Regions from separate parts of the Sus scrofa genome. Here all the other regions are linked to region 1. Evidence: chromatin contacts called from public Hi-C and HiChIP or PLAC-seq data. All regions are on one chromosome and are shown on one strand. Each heading gives the region's core, a stretch centred on a gene start, on an enhancer-like site or on the middle of the called end of the contact. The rest is flanking DNA. Distances are from core to core; before and after follow the strand shown. Region 1 overlaps LPP (lipoma-preferred partner). Region 2 overlaps LPP (lipoma-preferred partner). Region 3 overlaps LPP (lipoma-preferred partner).

Evidence for each region. A called contact is a pair of places that touch in the nucleus more often than the background predicts. HiChIP or PLAC-seq counts read pairs in DNA pulled down with a chosen protein or histone mark.
Region 2: a contact with region 1 is called in an H3K27ac HiChIP or PLAC-seq map of skeletal muscle. The contact joins two enhancer-like sites. A contact is called at or near these places in 2 of 47 Hi-C or Micro-C datasets (embryonic fibroblasts and skeletal muscle) and 1 of 2 datasets of contacts at active chromatin or transcription factors (skeletal muscle).
Region 3: a Hi-C map of skeletal muscle shows a contact between it and region 1, with 4 times the contacts expected there. The contact joins two enhancer-like sites. A contact is called at or near these places in 2 of 47 Hi-C or Micro-C datasets (both in skeletal muscle) and 2 of 2 datasets of contacts at active chromatin or transcription factors (alveolar macrophages and skeletal muscle).

Annotation. Positions count from the first base shown.
Region 1 is chr13:126,142,635-126,146,930 of Sscrofa11.1, forward strand. The region is part of intron 5 of LPP (lipoma-preferred partner); the gene reads left to right. Among named protein-coding and RNA genes, the nearest start is that of MIR28, 140 kb to the right of the region's middle. Within about 2 kb of position 2,012, at least 5 of the 83 cell types and tissues checked have an H3K27ac peak or open chromatin away from gene starts, as enhancers often do. A contact at or near this core is called in skeletal muscle, where this site is marked.
Region 2 is chr13:125,900,380-125,904,675 of Sscrofa11.1, forward strand. All of the region lies in intron 2 of LPP (lipoma-preferred partner), which reads left to right. Among named protein-coding and RNA genes, the nearest start is that of LPP, 120 kb to the left of the region's middle. Within about 2 kb of position 1,757, at least 5 of the 83 cell types and tissues checked have an H3K27ac peak or open chromatin away from gene starts, as enhancers often do. A contact at or near this core is called in skeletal muscle, where this site is marked.
Region 3 is chr13:125,984,027-125,988,322 of Sscrofa11.1, forward strand. All of the region lies in intron 2 of LPP (lipoma-preferred partner), which reads left to right. Among named protein-coding and RNA genes, the nearest start is that of LPP, 200 kb to the left of the region's middle. Within about 2 kb of position 1,720, at least 1 of the 83 cell types and tissues checked has an H3K27ac peak or open chromatin away from gene starts, as enhancers often do. A contact at or near this core is called in skeletal muscle, where this site is marked.

The sequences.
Region 1 (4,296 bases), core at 762-3,261:
AAGTAACTTGGTGGTACCTGACAATCCTTTGAATTTATTTCTATAAGAAAATTAAGTCTATTTTTTGGCTTAGTATACTGGGACATACTCTGTATCATATGCATATTATTATGTTCCCCATTCATTTTTACCTTTTTACCATGTTCTTTTCCCCCCTCTTCCCCTATTTAGTTTTTGTGGAAGCTGAGGAAATGCCATTCTTGGTCCGTGACTTGTTGCATGAAAAGTTCAGGATGGCTTTCATCAGACAAAGGTGTCTCAGATTTTATAAACTGGAACTTGGTAGCAGCAAGGGGTGCTTAGGAGGACAAAGACATGCCTGTTTCTTGGCACAGTGGTACATGGAACTTGTGCCTTCTGGAGCTGACAGGAGTTTGAGTGAGCAAGTAGATGGTTTCTTCATGTATTCAATACAAGTGCTATAGCCAGCTTTCTCTGGGGTCCTGCAGAAACAGATCTAAGAAGTCTAACGAAAGAATCGACACCACTTCCCTGTGCCTTTAATGTAAAAGTGGGCAGTTAACTTGTGTACTTGTTTGGGAATGATTCGTAAAGCTGAGAAGGAGCTAGTAAATAGAAGGAGCCTAGTAAATTGAAAGATTCTCCTGATGGAACAAGGAAATTGAGATTTATTGTTCAGTCAGTTCCAATTACCTGTTGTGTTGCAGAGGAAAGCAGCTAAACAGGATGTTGGCTTGTAACACCATCAAGGTGGAATCAACCTCAAAGGAGACCGTGTCAGAGCAGTGTTCAATGCCTGAACTTCTACCAAGTGAGTCACTTGTGAGAAGAGGCCTTGATGCAGATAGAATCAAGGTGCCACATTATATCTGATCACAGAAATGTTAATGCAGAAGAACAAACTGGCTTTGATCTTCATGGGATTGCAGGCTGAGGAATAAAGAGGGAGGTGTATTTCTAAAGGTCATCTCTACAACTTATGAGAAAATGCTTCTGTGTGGCTGCATATCAAGAATAGGAAGTGAGCATATTTGAAGGAAGACTGCAAGCTGTTTTCCATGTGTGAATTTCACATGTGTGTTTGTGTGTATGTGTCTTCACATATGCCTGTGGGTTTCTGGAAGTGTTTAGCATCCTGAATACTCATTTCTTCTGTGTTGTAGCTGATAACATCTAACGTCCAGTGTGGTGCATGGAGAGGAAAAAGCTTCTATCTCCTGCTTTAGATGTAAATTAGATAACTTTTTTTTTTTTCAAAAAAGGTGTGCCATTTCAAAATGACTTCTTTCCTGACTTGAAAGTAGAATTGGCAACAGTGAAATGATCTCTACACAAACTCAGAAAGGATATCTTTTGAACAAGTAGTAGTTGAATTTCATACCAAACTAGAAAATGTTAAGAAATTTGAGGTGGATTGTTGTTTATACGGGTAAACTAGGAGAGCCCACAGGGATGAAGCTGTTTGTCTGAGGTCATGCAGTAGGTCAGTGGCACTGCCAAGACTGGAACCATCATCACCTGACTCCTATTTCTTTCTAGTCCAGCACAGCTGCCTCCCAAGTTTAATAGTCTATGACTCACAGTCCAAATCTATGGTGACATATAATATGTTACTTTGATTCTAAATCAACAAGCCACTTTTAGAAGTGCTTACACTGTTACATCACTTTCTATGCTATTGGATTCTTCAAGTTGAGTCTTATTTCTAGAACTCCAACAAGAGTAACAAGAGGAGCCATTTATTCATTATCACGACAACTATGTATTAAACACTTGTTGGGTGACAAGTCTCCTCTAGAGAGTGAGGGTGCAGCTATGAATAAAACAGAATGTATTTCCTTAAATGGTTACTTTTCCTCTGGAGAGAGGCATCATAAGCAGATAAACAAGTAAACATTTACGTCTGATAGAAATAAGTGCTGTAGAGAAAAATAAAGCAGACAAAAGGAGAGGGAATGCTTTGGTTGGAGTGGATTAATTGTGGCTGCTTTATATAAGGCAGTTAGAGCAGGCTTTATGAGGAGGTGATATCTGAGCAGAAATCTCAGATAGGTGAGGGAGTGAGCCATGCAGATATTTGGAACAGGAGAAAGCGTGTTCCAGACAGAGGAAGTATGAAAGCACTGGGAGAGGAACCTGGCTGGCACCTGGCTTATTTGAGAAAGACTGAAGTAGCCAAGTAAAGCTGGAGTTGAGTGATCTACAGGGAACGAGAAAAGATAAGGGCAGGAGGTACCAAGAACCATTACCTCGTCATGTGATCAAACTTACATTAGCGATCCCTCTGGCAGCTTTATGGAGGATAGAATGTAGGCTAGAAATGATAGTTGGTGGGCAGGTATGGGGCACCTGCTAAGAAGTAGTGAGGTTCCAGATATATTTTGATGGTAATGTCAAGTTTTGGGGACAGATTAGATGTAGAATATGAGAGCAAAGGAAGATTCCAGGGGGATTGCTAGGTTTTTACTAGGTAATGAGAAGAATGGAGATTCAATTTGGTGAGGTGTCAGGAGGACAGCAAGACAGTTTTGTGGTTTATTCTTTTTTTTTTTTTATGAGAATTTGATCAGCAATTTGGTTTTAGGTATGTTAGATTAGAGCTGACCTTTAGCCTTCCAAATAGCAGTTGGGTAGACAGTTACATATTTGAGTCTGGGGTTCAAGGATGAAGTGTTGACTTAATATAGACTTGGTTAGAAATGAGTAGATCCAAATTTAAAATTTTGATACTGAGTGACATTATCTAAAATAGTGGATTATGCCCTTGGGCCAAGATTTTGATATCTCTTGGAGACACCTAGGAACCATTAGAGATGTCATGAACAGTGATAATGAGGTGGAAGGAGAATCAAGAGACAGAGCCTTCCAAAGATATAGGGAAAAAGCACTTCAGGAGTGAGTGAAGGATAAGTTAACTGCTCTGTGGATCAGCTGCCATGAAGATTAAAAATCAGACCACTTGGGAGTTCCCATGGTAGATCAGTGGTAATGAACTTAACTAGTATCCATGAGAACATGGGTTTGATCCCTGGCTTTCCTCAGTGGGTCGGGAATCCAGTTTTGTCATGAGCTGTGATGTAGGTTGGCTTAGATCCTGTGTCACTGTGTCTGTGGTGTAGGCCAGAAGCTGCAGTTCCGATTCGACCCCTAGCCTGGGAACTTTCATATGCCGTGGGTGTGGCCCTAAAAAGACCAAAAAAAAAAAATCGGACCACTGGATTTACATCTTTGATGGTTGTTGCATAAAAACAAACAGTTCTCACCACTCTTCTGAGCTCTTGGCTCACGCTTGTTTTTCCTTTTCCTTTGTCTAGGTGAAATCAACACTAAATAATCATTAAATACAAGACTAGAATTACATTGTCTGGAGTTCAGTCCTAGTCACATTCACAGTTGTCTTATTTGATCTTATTCTGTGCTTCTTCTTAAGGAGGGGGGCGGTGATATTATCTACCTCATAGATTATTGGGAAGACTGAAAGAGATAAACATTTAGCACAGTATATGTCATATAGAAAATGGCTCATAAATGGAATAAAACGATCAGTATAATTAACAAAAATAAGCTTGCCTTATATTTTCTTTTTATCCTGAGAAGCCCATAACATCTTTCTAGAGTTGGGGCTGAAATGATTGTCCTATTTTATGGCATCTGTTTTTTTGTTTGTTTGTTTTGTTTTGTTTTTTGGGTGCATTTTGTCCTCATTCCATGAACTGACTACATTATAATCTATTGACTTCTACATAGCTCTCCCCTTTAGATGGTAAGCTCCCTTAGAACTCCTATTCTGCTCATATCTCAAAACTTTTGGCATTTCAGAGTTGACTTTAAAGTTCCTGAATGTCCTGGTGATGGATCAAAGTGTCACCTGCAGGGTCATTCTAATACTCTAGGTAGTAAGACAGGGGCAGGGATAGACACTTAATTGCTAGAATTTCTTATAAATGAATTTTAACTTCTTAGAATAATTCCTCAGTGTCTTTTAAATTACATTCCCTTCCTCTGCAGGAAATATACTAGTAGAAATACACAAGTAAACCTGTGTAATTTTCTTATACCTGTAGGAAGGGATCCTGAGCTTTTATTCAGCAGAGTCGACCTTTGAGATGGGTGGTTTTCCTATGGCCTATAGAGATTGCACTTTCTCTTTTCCTAGTACCTAGGACTTAAAACAGGCCCTCACTTGAATTCTTCCCCTTCATAGTTCCGGAAGCTCAAATAATGGGTATCTTTAATAGTTTCAGAAGTGTCTTCAGGAATTAGAAAAAAATAGTAGGCGTTTGATATTTGTTTCTTTTCTCTTCTTTGAATTATATGGATAAAGGTAACTTTACA
Region 2 (4,296 bases), core at 507-3,006, 240 kb before region 1:
TTTCTTGGTTCTTTCAAAGCCTCTTTCTTCTTAGCAACAGTGACCTACTGTAGTGGAGGATTATTCATTTAAGCAGTAAATATTTATTCAGCACCTACTATATTCCAGGAACTCTTCTTGGTGCTGGTCAGTGAATAAAACAAAGTACTCTCAAGTTAACATTTGAGGGATTTAACGGGAATATTATTTTTTTAAAAAATGACTAGGCAGAAATATGCTTAAAGAAATAAACACCACTAACAAACAACATACCAGCTCTTTCCTTTGGCCTTTCTTCCTCTTTCTCTTGTCTCTTTTTTCTCTTTATAACCTGACTCAACACCCTTTACCCAGTCTTACCAAGAAGCCCATATTTTCTTCATTCCTTTCATTGTCTCCTCTTTTGTCTGCTTATGTGTAGTATGTGGAGTGCAGCAGATGAGCCTTGATGCTGGCTTGATCCCAACTTCGTGCTCACTCTATAGCTGACCTGTGTTGGTGATTCACTTCTGGGCATGGAGTGGTGGGTTGATGCCCATGTTGCCAATCAGAACTTGGAGGAGGGAAGGGTGGCTGGTGGCTCTGGGGCTTTTGGTTGCCCATCTAGCAGCACTGCAGTGTCAGGATCCTGCTGAAGAGATGAACATGGCTCCAAATCTTCAGCGCACTAGCTGTTAATCAGCTCAGAGGGGCCTTTCTCAGGAAGTCTTTCTTGATTATCTCCTTTCTTAATTCTTATCATGCATCTATGCCAGAATAGGAGCTCAGTAAATTTATTTATTTATTTATTTCTTATTTATTTATTTCTTTATTTATTTGCTTTTTAGGGCCATACTTGTGGCTTATGGAGGTTCCCAGGCTAAGGGTTGAATCAGAGCTGTAGCTGCTGGCCTACGCCACAGCAACACAGGATCCAAGCTGCATCTGCAACCTACACAATAGCTCACGGCAATGCCAGATCCTTAGCCCACTGAGCAAGGCCGGGGATTGAACCTGCATCCTCGTGGATGCTAGTCAGATTCATTAACCCCTAAACCATGACAGGAACTCCGAGCTTGGTAAATTTAGTTTCTTTCACTTCTCTGAAGTCTCATGTCTCTTTATTTGTGCTTGACTTAATGGCACTTGCTCTTTAATTTCATGGTTCTTGTGCCCATTTCTTACCCCCCTAGGAGGCATGGACCATTGCCATGTGTGTTGAAGTGTGTTAAATGAACTAGGGATGCATGGGAGGTGGGGACACATTTTCCTTTTATAAAAACTAAAACTACTTTCTTGTTTTGTGATGAAGATCTTGGAGCCACATTTAATATTAAATCTTAGATTTTAGTGGCTCAAATGCAGATGGCTAACCTCTCCATTGACTGAGTGGTTGAATTTTCAAGTGCTTCAAGTTCAAACCTGGATTTGAACTCAAGTCTGAGGTTTTTCAGATGCCTGATTATTTTTGGGTTGTTGTCATCCACCCCTAAACTAGATATTTGGGAATGGGACCATGATAATTCCCTAGTAGATACAAAGTAGACCTGGAGCTTTCTTCCCAGTTTCCATGATCATGACCCCCCTCTTTCATGCTTTACTTCTTGCCTTTTGTTTCTGTGCTGGATTTCAGCCCCCAGCCTCTCTGGTTAGCATGATGACTCATGTTTATAGCACATGTACTAAGTGTCAGGCATTGAGTAAATGACTTTCCATACTTCCTTTCATTTAATCCTCAAAGCCAGCCTGTGTAGTAGGTACTAATATTAGCTATGTTGGATGATGAGGAAATCAAGGTTTAGAGAGGTTTAAGTAACTTGACCAACATCACACAACATGTAATGGCAGGGCGGTTAGAAGCTAGATCTCTCAGACACCAGCTTTTGATTTCTAAATTATTCTATTCATTCCTCTTTTTCGTTCCTGCCCTTTTCTGCTCACCTTGCTTATGAGAGCCAAGGACCAGGTAGTGGCTGGGAGGAGTGCTCTGTCCTCATTTTGCCTATTGGCACCTGTAGCCAGAGCTCTTGAGTGTATGTTCTATTCTTCTGACCTCTCACCAGATTTAAATTGGCTTTCAGGGCTGAATTCACTGACAAGCACCTTCTAATTGGTTCATTGTTTTTCATGGTTTACTTGGTTTATTACCAGTGAGGGACAGCTTGACATTTACTTTCCTATCTGTTGGATTCTGATCTCCTCTCAGTGTTTCTCTACTCTTAGTAAAAGCTCTGTGACTGTAGATACAATGATAGCAAGTGCCTTTTCACATATCCACTATAATGTAATATATTATAGTAAGATCTAGAGGAATACTTGAGTATTTGGGAGTAGTCTAAGAAATGAGAGTGAGGTTTGGAGAGAGATGTGGCCTTCACATCTTCTGGTGGTTGATGGTGGGCACAGTCTAGCCCCCTTGAAATCACTGTGCTCTCCAGGGACCTGTCTCAGCCCGGAGCTTATATTATTGGTCCATAGCATTTTTATATTGCTTTATACTTGCAAAGTGCTTTCCAGTGATTTATTATCTGTTCTTGTTTTTAATAGTCCATAGGCAAGTTGATATCCAGCCTTCTGGGAACACAAATGCATAGAGAAGGCTCATCTCATCAGATATTATTGGATCTGGGGTCAGAACTCTGCACTCCTGGGATAAAGCCATTTGAGGTCATTGCCTCATGAGGATTAATAGGAGATCAAGTGGACTTAACTTTAGCTTCCAGTCTCTCAGGCAGAGGTGGAATGATGATAGCTATTTAAGGAAATTGCATGAAAGTCATTATCAAAAGATCAGGATTCCAGTTCTTACTCAGCTGTTGACCATCTGTATTAACCTTGAGTCATTGCTTTGCCTGTGTCTTGAATTCATTCTTTGGTAAAACAAAGGTTATCCTTCAAGTCCCTTTTAGATCCATCATTGTGTTAAGTGTAATTCTATGACTTTAGATCCCTTCTTTGGAAGGGGTAGTTGGTGAATTATGTGACAGGAGACATGGATATACATTCTCAGCAATTAGGGGATGTGCATTCAGAAAATGCTCACTTTCCCTCTTCTAGGATCCAAGGACACCCTGACAATGCTAAGCCTTCAGATTCATCTGATGAAGCACATCGTCTTCACTCACTATGAAACTGAAGTAGTGAGTGGAGCTGTTAGAGGAAAGGCAGACTGGAGCCAAGACCATTAATCCTGCATCTTATGGATGTTCTAGAAAGTAATTAGCAGGCTTGATTACCTCACTGGTTCAACACACGTTTTAGGGATGTGATGTAATGTGAGGAAACATTTAGTTGTCAGATTTTAGGTCTGTATCAAATTTATTCTTGCAGGAAAAGCTAGTTGTCCTGGCAACCTGAAATTGATTTTCTTTTTGCTCTTGTCAGCTGAAACTGTCCCCTTTGAATCATTCCTCTAATTTAATATAGAGACTCACCTGGGGACCAAATCGTTCCTGATGACAGGTAACCCCAGCAAATGGTTCCTCTTTCCTACCTGAGCCACAGACTATAGTTTATCTCTGCCTTCACCCCACGTCGTTCTCTTTGTGGTTATTTATTTGTCCGTGGAGTCAGGTGCGGAAGTAAAGTGGCATTCAATTAATTAGGAGTTTGGTCAGGCCTGTAGAGCAATGATGTCATTGGCAGCCAATCACAGCCCTTCATTTCCAGTTACTTCCTGGGCAGGGATGGGATTAGAATGGGTTCCAGGAGACGGAGTCGTTTAACAGGGACACCTAGCATTCTGTAACCTGGGGAGGTAATGTAATGGCCCAGATGGCAGAGAGAAAATGGAACTTCATGGCTATTTTTTGCCTGTCAGTCATCTCTATCAAGGGGAAGGGGATGATCTTTAAGCTAGGAAGAGTAGAATCGACATCATGAGGAAGAAATTGATGTCCACGATAGAAGGGGAGGTTGCAAGAGAGCAGTTTGCTCTACTGAATTATTTCAGAGTTCATGGGCCACACACATTGCATCTCAGGATGCAGAGAACGTCTGATGGTGACTGTGGAAGGGCTGCCAGTAAATGTGAAGAAACCTGGAAATCAGCAGAAATGCCAGAAGTGAGAGATGAGGAAATAGATATCAGTTATTGAAAAATAATAAATAAATAAATAAATAAATAAACAAACCCCTCAATATCTAGGGTCTAGAATCTGCTGACTTTACTGTGATTCCTGGTATAATTCTAGACTGACTTTTTAGATAGGTGATTTATGAGTCTGTGAAGGGAAGCTGTGTTCGTCAGGGGCCAGAATAGGGTCACTTCACTGTTTCTCTTTTTGTCGGAGTTAATTAGCTGGTGGTTTAGAGTGATATCACAGACACAGTGTAGAC
Region 3 (4,296 bases), core at 470-2,969, 160 kb before region 1:
CTGGTGTGAATAAAGATAAATTTAAAATACATGTTCCTGATTGAACTGTAGACCTTATCTTTCAGAAATAGGATACTGTCAGGGGCAAAGCTACATCCCTGCCAACATTCCTTCCTAAATGTGCTCCATAGGATACTTGCTCCACACGTGGTCCGTTCAGGTTGGGAATCAGTTGCTTTTTTAGCAATCTCCATTTTGGAGACCCTTCATGCACCCTTAGCATGATTAACTCTGAGAAGATTTATAGGTAAAAGCAATAACCACACCGTTCAGGTTTTCTCAAATTTATTTTATCACAGAACCATTTTGTGGCTGATTTCCCAGACCCACGTTCTGTCGAACATTCTTTGGATAGCATGACTTTATTGCTAAAATTCTCAAGGTTCACATCAGTGATCTTGTAATAATCTTGTGTGAAATATGAAGTTATTTGAGCTAAGCTATAGATCTTCACCTGCCCTCCCTCTCCATAGGAGAAATTACAGGTTTATTTCAGGATCAAACACTTTTCAAATGAAATGTTGCTAGGAGGAAAAAAAAAAAGCAACCCTTTTAGAGCCTAATAATTGCAGAAAGAAGACAGTGTTATACCAGCCAAACTCAATTTTGTGAATTAGGGCTTTAGCTTGGAGAGTTGTTCCTGAAAATAGCTTGTTTTTAAGCAAAACTTTGTTGGCTTTTGGTGGTGGACTTTTTCACCATCAAAAGCATGAATATGGGTGATTTTAAATGACGTGTTTCTTGCATTCAAAACCAGGGATTATGGAGTAAACAACACTTTCTTTAACTTTTCTGAAACAGTTGGCTTGACCATCATGGCATTTTTTTTTTTTTTTTGTCCTGTTTATTTGGGATATTTCCTTTTGTTTTTTTGTTTTTGTTTTTGTTTTTGTTTTTTGGAGTGCTGGAATGGCCTTTGTCAACCTTGTCCAAGCCTGCACTTGACAGATGAGGAAATAGAGGCCCAGGAGGCTTTGGTGACTCTTTACTAGTTGGTGACCAACTAGAGCTAAAATCAAGAACTTTCACTTCCTTACTAAAGCTTTTCTTGATTAGATAGTAGGTAGATAGATAGATACATGTAACACAGATGATAGTTGGATGCCCATAATTAGAAATTCTTTTACTTTTACTCACGAGGTAAGAAACCCTCCATAGTCCCTTAACCAAGTTCTTTTTTAAAAGAACTTCACTCACCTCAGGCCAGTTCTTTGATATTATTCACTTGAGAAATTAATTCACTTTGATGGGAAGAGATAATTGTGAAAGAGAGGATCATGCTGCCCATCTTGATGTCTTATTTCAAGCTGAGAGATTCATACAGCAAGACGATGTTAAATTTTTCGACCTAAGAAGAACTGGCTCATCATCAATAGCTGGAACACTCTGGCTTAGTTATACATCATTGTGTGGTTATTTCTCTCCTCTTTCCCTCCTCCTTTCTCCTAGTTTTGGCCTTTCTTTATGCATTGCCCCTGTCTTCAGCAGAAGGGCTATCTTGCTTCAAAGACAGGAAGAAAGCTCAGATCCAAGGAAGACATTCCTTCTGCTAGGTTTCTCCCAGCTGTAGCAAAAGCAAAGTAAAATTTGATGCCTTTGAGTTTGTTCCTTTAGGTAGAAGGATTTGACAATTAGGAAATTCCCCAATAAAAAGCTGCTATGGGAATCTGTAGTCTGGGGCTAGCGGTAACTGTGGTGTAGTATCATGTGAAAGGCAAGGCCATTAAACTCAATAGTGGAAAATATGAGTTCTGGGCTGCACTTCTCTCCTACCTAGCTATGGGATCCCGGGAAAACCAAAAAACCTCTCCAAGCTTCATTTGACCCAGTCTTCTCATCAGAACCTGGGGAATCATGATTCTTGGAGTTGTGTTGATTAAATGAAATAATGGATATGGAAGGCTTTATAAACTATAAATCACCCTATAAATGTGTCAGCATATTATTGCAATCAAGTAAGCAATAATAATAGCAAATACATCCACACTGCTGCCTTTGAGCCAGGTACTGTTTTAAGCCTTGACGTCTATTAGTTCACAGTTCTGACCAACTCTGTGTGTTAGTGAACAGCACCTGGCATCATAAATCACCAAGCCTGGCTGCTTACCTGGATCAGCTGCTGATTTACCAATGGTTGTGGGCACATTTCTCCCTTCCCTGGACCTCAGTTATACTCTTTGTAAAAGAAACACTTGGACTCTGTTGAACGTAAGGGCCCTTCTATTCTGGCATTTGAGATTCTGTTTGGTAGGTTTTTTTGCCCCTCATAGGCCCAGGCATAGATCAGTAATCAGAGCTCACATTTAAACCGAGGGCTATCATCATCTTAACCATTTTACGAATGAGGACACATATAAGCACAGAGAGCTCAAGTAACTTTTCCAAGGCTGTGCAGCCAGTAAGGGTACATCAGAATGATGGCAGCTAGATTGGGAGAACTCTTCAGCAACCCCAGGTGTGTCATGTTTTCAGACTTCTCACCTAATCAGCTCCATGATTATCATTTAGCTCTTTAGGTTTTTGGTGCTTGTTGTCATTTAACTCCACAATTAGATTCCCAGTGTCTTGATTGCCGGTAGTGCTGGAATGTGTATTTCCAGTGTCTGATGCAGGGTTTGGCAAGTGGTATAGTGTCTCTTTGTGTGTGCACAATTTTTCTGCCCAAACTTAGATTCTTTGAATCCTTTGGGGAGGCCAGCCATTGGCATCTCTCAGAAGTGTGTTAAATGACCTTTTCACATAAAAAGTTGGTTAAAGTTGATGACTCCGGACAAGTCTCCACATGGGAGACATGTTTCAAGTGCGGCCCATTTGTTTTCTGCATGGCGTGCATGCTCCAACTTTTTCAGGGCTGCTTAACTTGAAGACTCTTTTCCAGAGTCTTCTGGGTGCTTCACCTTGTTTTGGCTTTGCTGTTATTTAATTTTTCTGAAGATCTGGTTTTCTTGGGCTCTGGAATACAACCCAAGATTTGTGGCTCAGTTGCATCTGGGAAAGAGTCACACCCATTGAAATTGGGAGAAAATTGACTTTTAGAGCCCAAAGAAATTGACACAAATCTTAGATCATAGACATTTTCTATCTCAGACTCTGCCTTCCTTCTTTGTGTGGTGCCATTCCAAGGTGTCTTGGAGGGTTGCCTTTAACTCCTAATCCATTCGATGTACTTATTTTACCATTAACACATCATTCCAGTGAATAGTCTCTCTGATCTCCATAAGTGATCCACTCTCATTCATTTACATATGAACTATGTGATGTTATCTACCCATCATACACAATTGTGATACCAAAATGAACTAGACACAATCCCTGTTTATAAGGACCTAATACTTTGAAGGGGCAGGGGGTCATGATTTCAATCAGCAATTAGTTCTTGGTGCCCACCATGACCAAGCATCAGGCCCTTAACCAGAACTGTGGATACCAGTAGATACCAGCTCTCTTATCACAGTACTTCTGGTCTAGGAGTGACAAACCACTATATTCATAATTTCACAAATAATTATATAATTTTTATTGTGATAGGAGCCACAAAACAAAGGTGCAGAGTGTGGTGGGAGTATTAAACTTTTTTTTTTTTTTTTTCTGGCCTTGTTTGTGGGCAAGGTATGTTTTCCCAAAGAAGTGGACTGAGCCAGGGGAAAATGGACACAGGGGAGCAGGCATGGATGGATACTCATATGAGGTAGAAAATGGTCAGCACTCAGCTCAAATGCTGTGGAAGTTGCTTTGAGGAAGAATTTTTTAAAAGCTGGGTTGATGATAAAATTCCTTTCAGAATATTTTCTTGCTGTTCCCTCTATAAATGATGGGCTTTTGTAATATCATGACCTGCTTTAGTAACTGTAAATTGACTTATAGAAAAAACTTAGGTGTTTTCCTTGCTACTTCCTAAATGTGTTAAAATAATTCATATGTACATCCAAAGTCCTTGAATCCAATTAGTAAGTAAAACACTTTTCGGGTCATTATTAAAATAAATAACAGGTAAAGAAAAACTGAAATACCTATGCCTTGAGCTTTTTGCTGGTATTTGGGAGTGTCTTAAGAAATCTTTTCAGATGTATCATTTTCATTCTGCATGTATTTATCTATTCAGAGTGTCTCCCTTGGGTTTCGAATTTTACTTTTTTGGAGGAGGGGAAACAAGAAGGGTAGAGGCAGAGCTGCTAGTTACTGCCATTCAGATTATATCCTGCTTCAGGGCAAGAGGTCAAGTGGGACTCAAGTCTTGCCCTCCCTCTATTTGCCAAGCCAAGGTAGGATGCATCTTTCTAATGTGCTCAAAAAAAC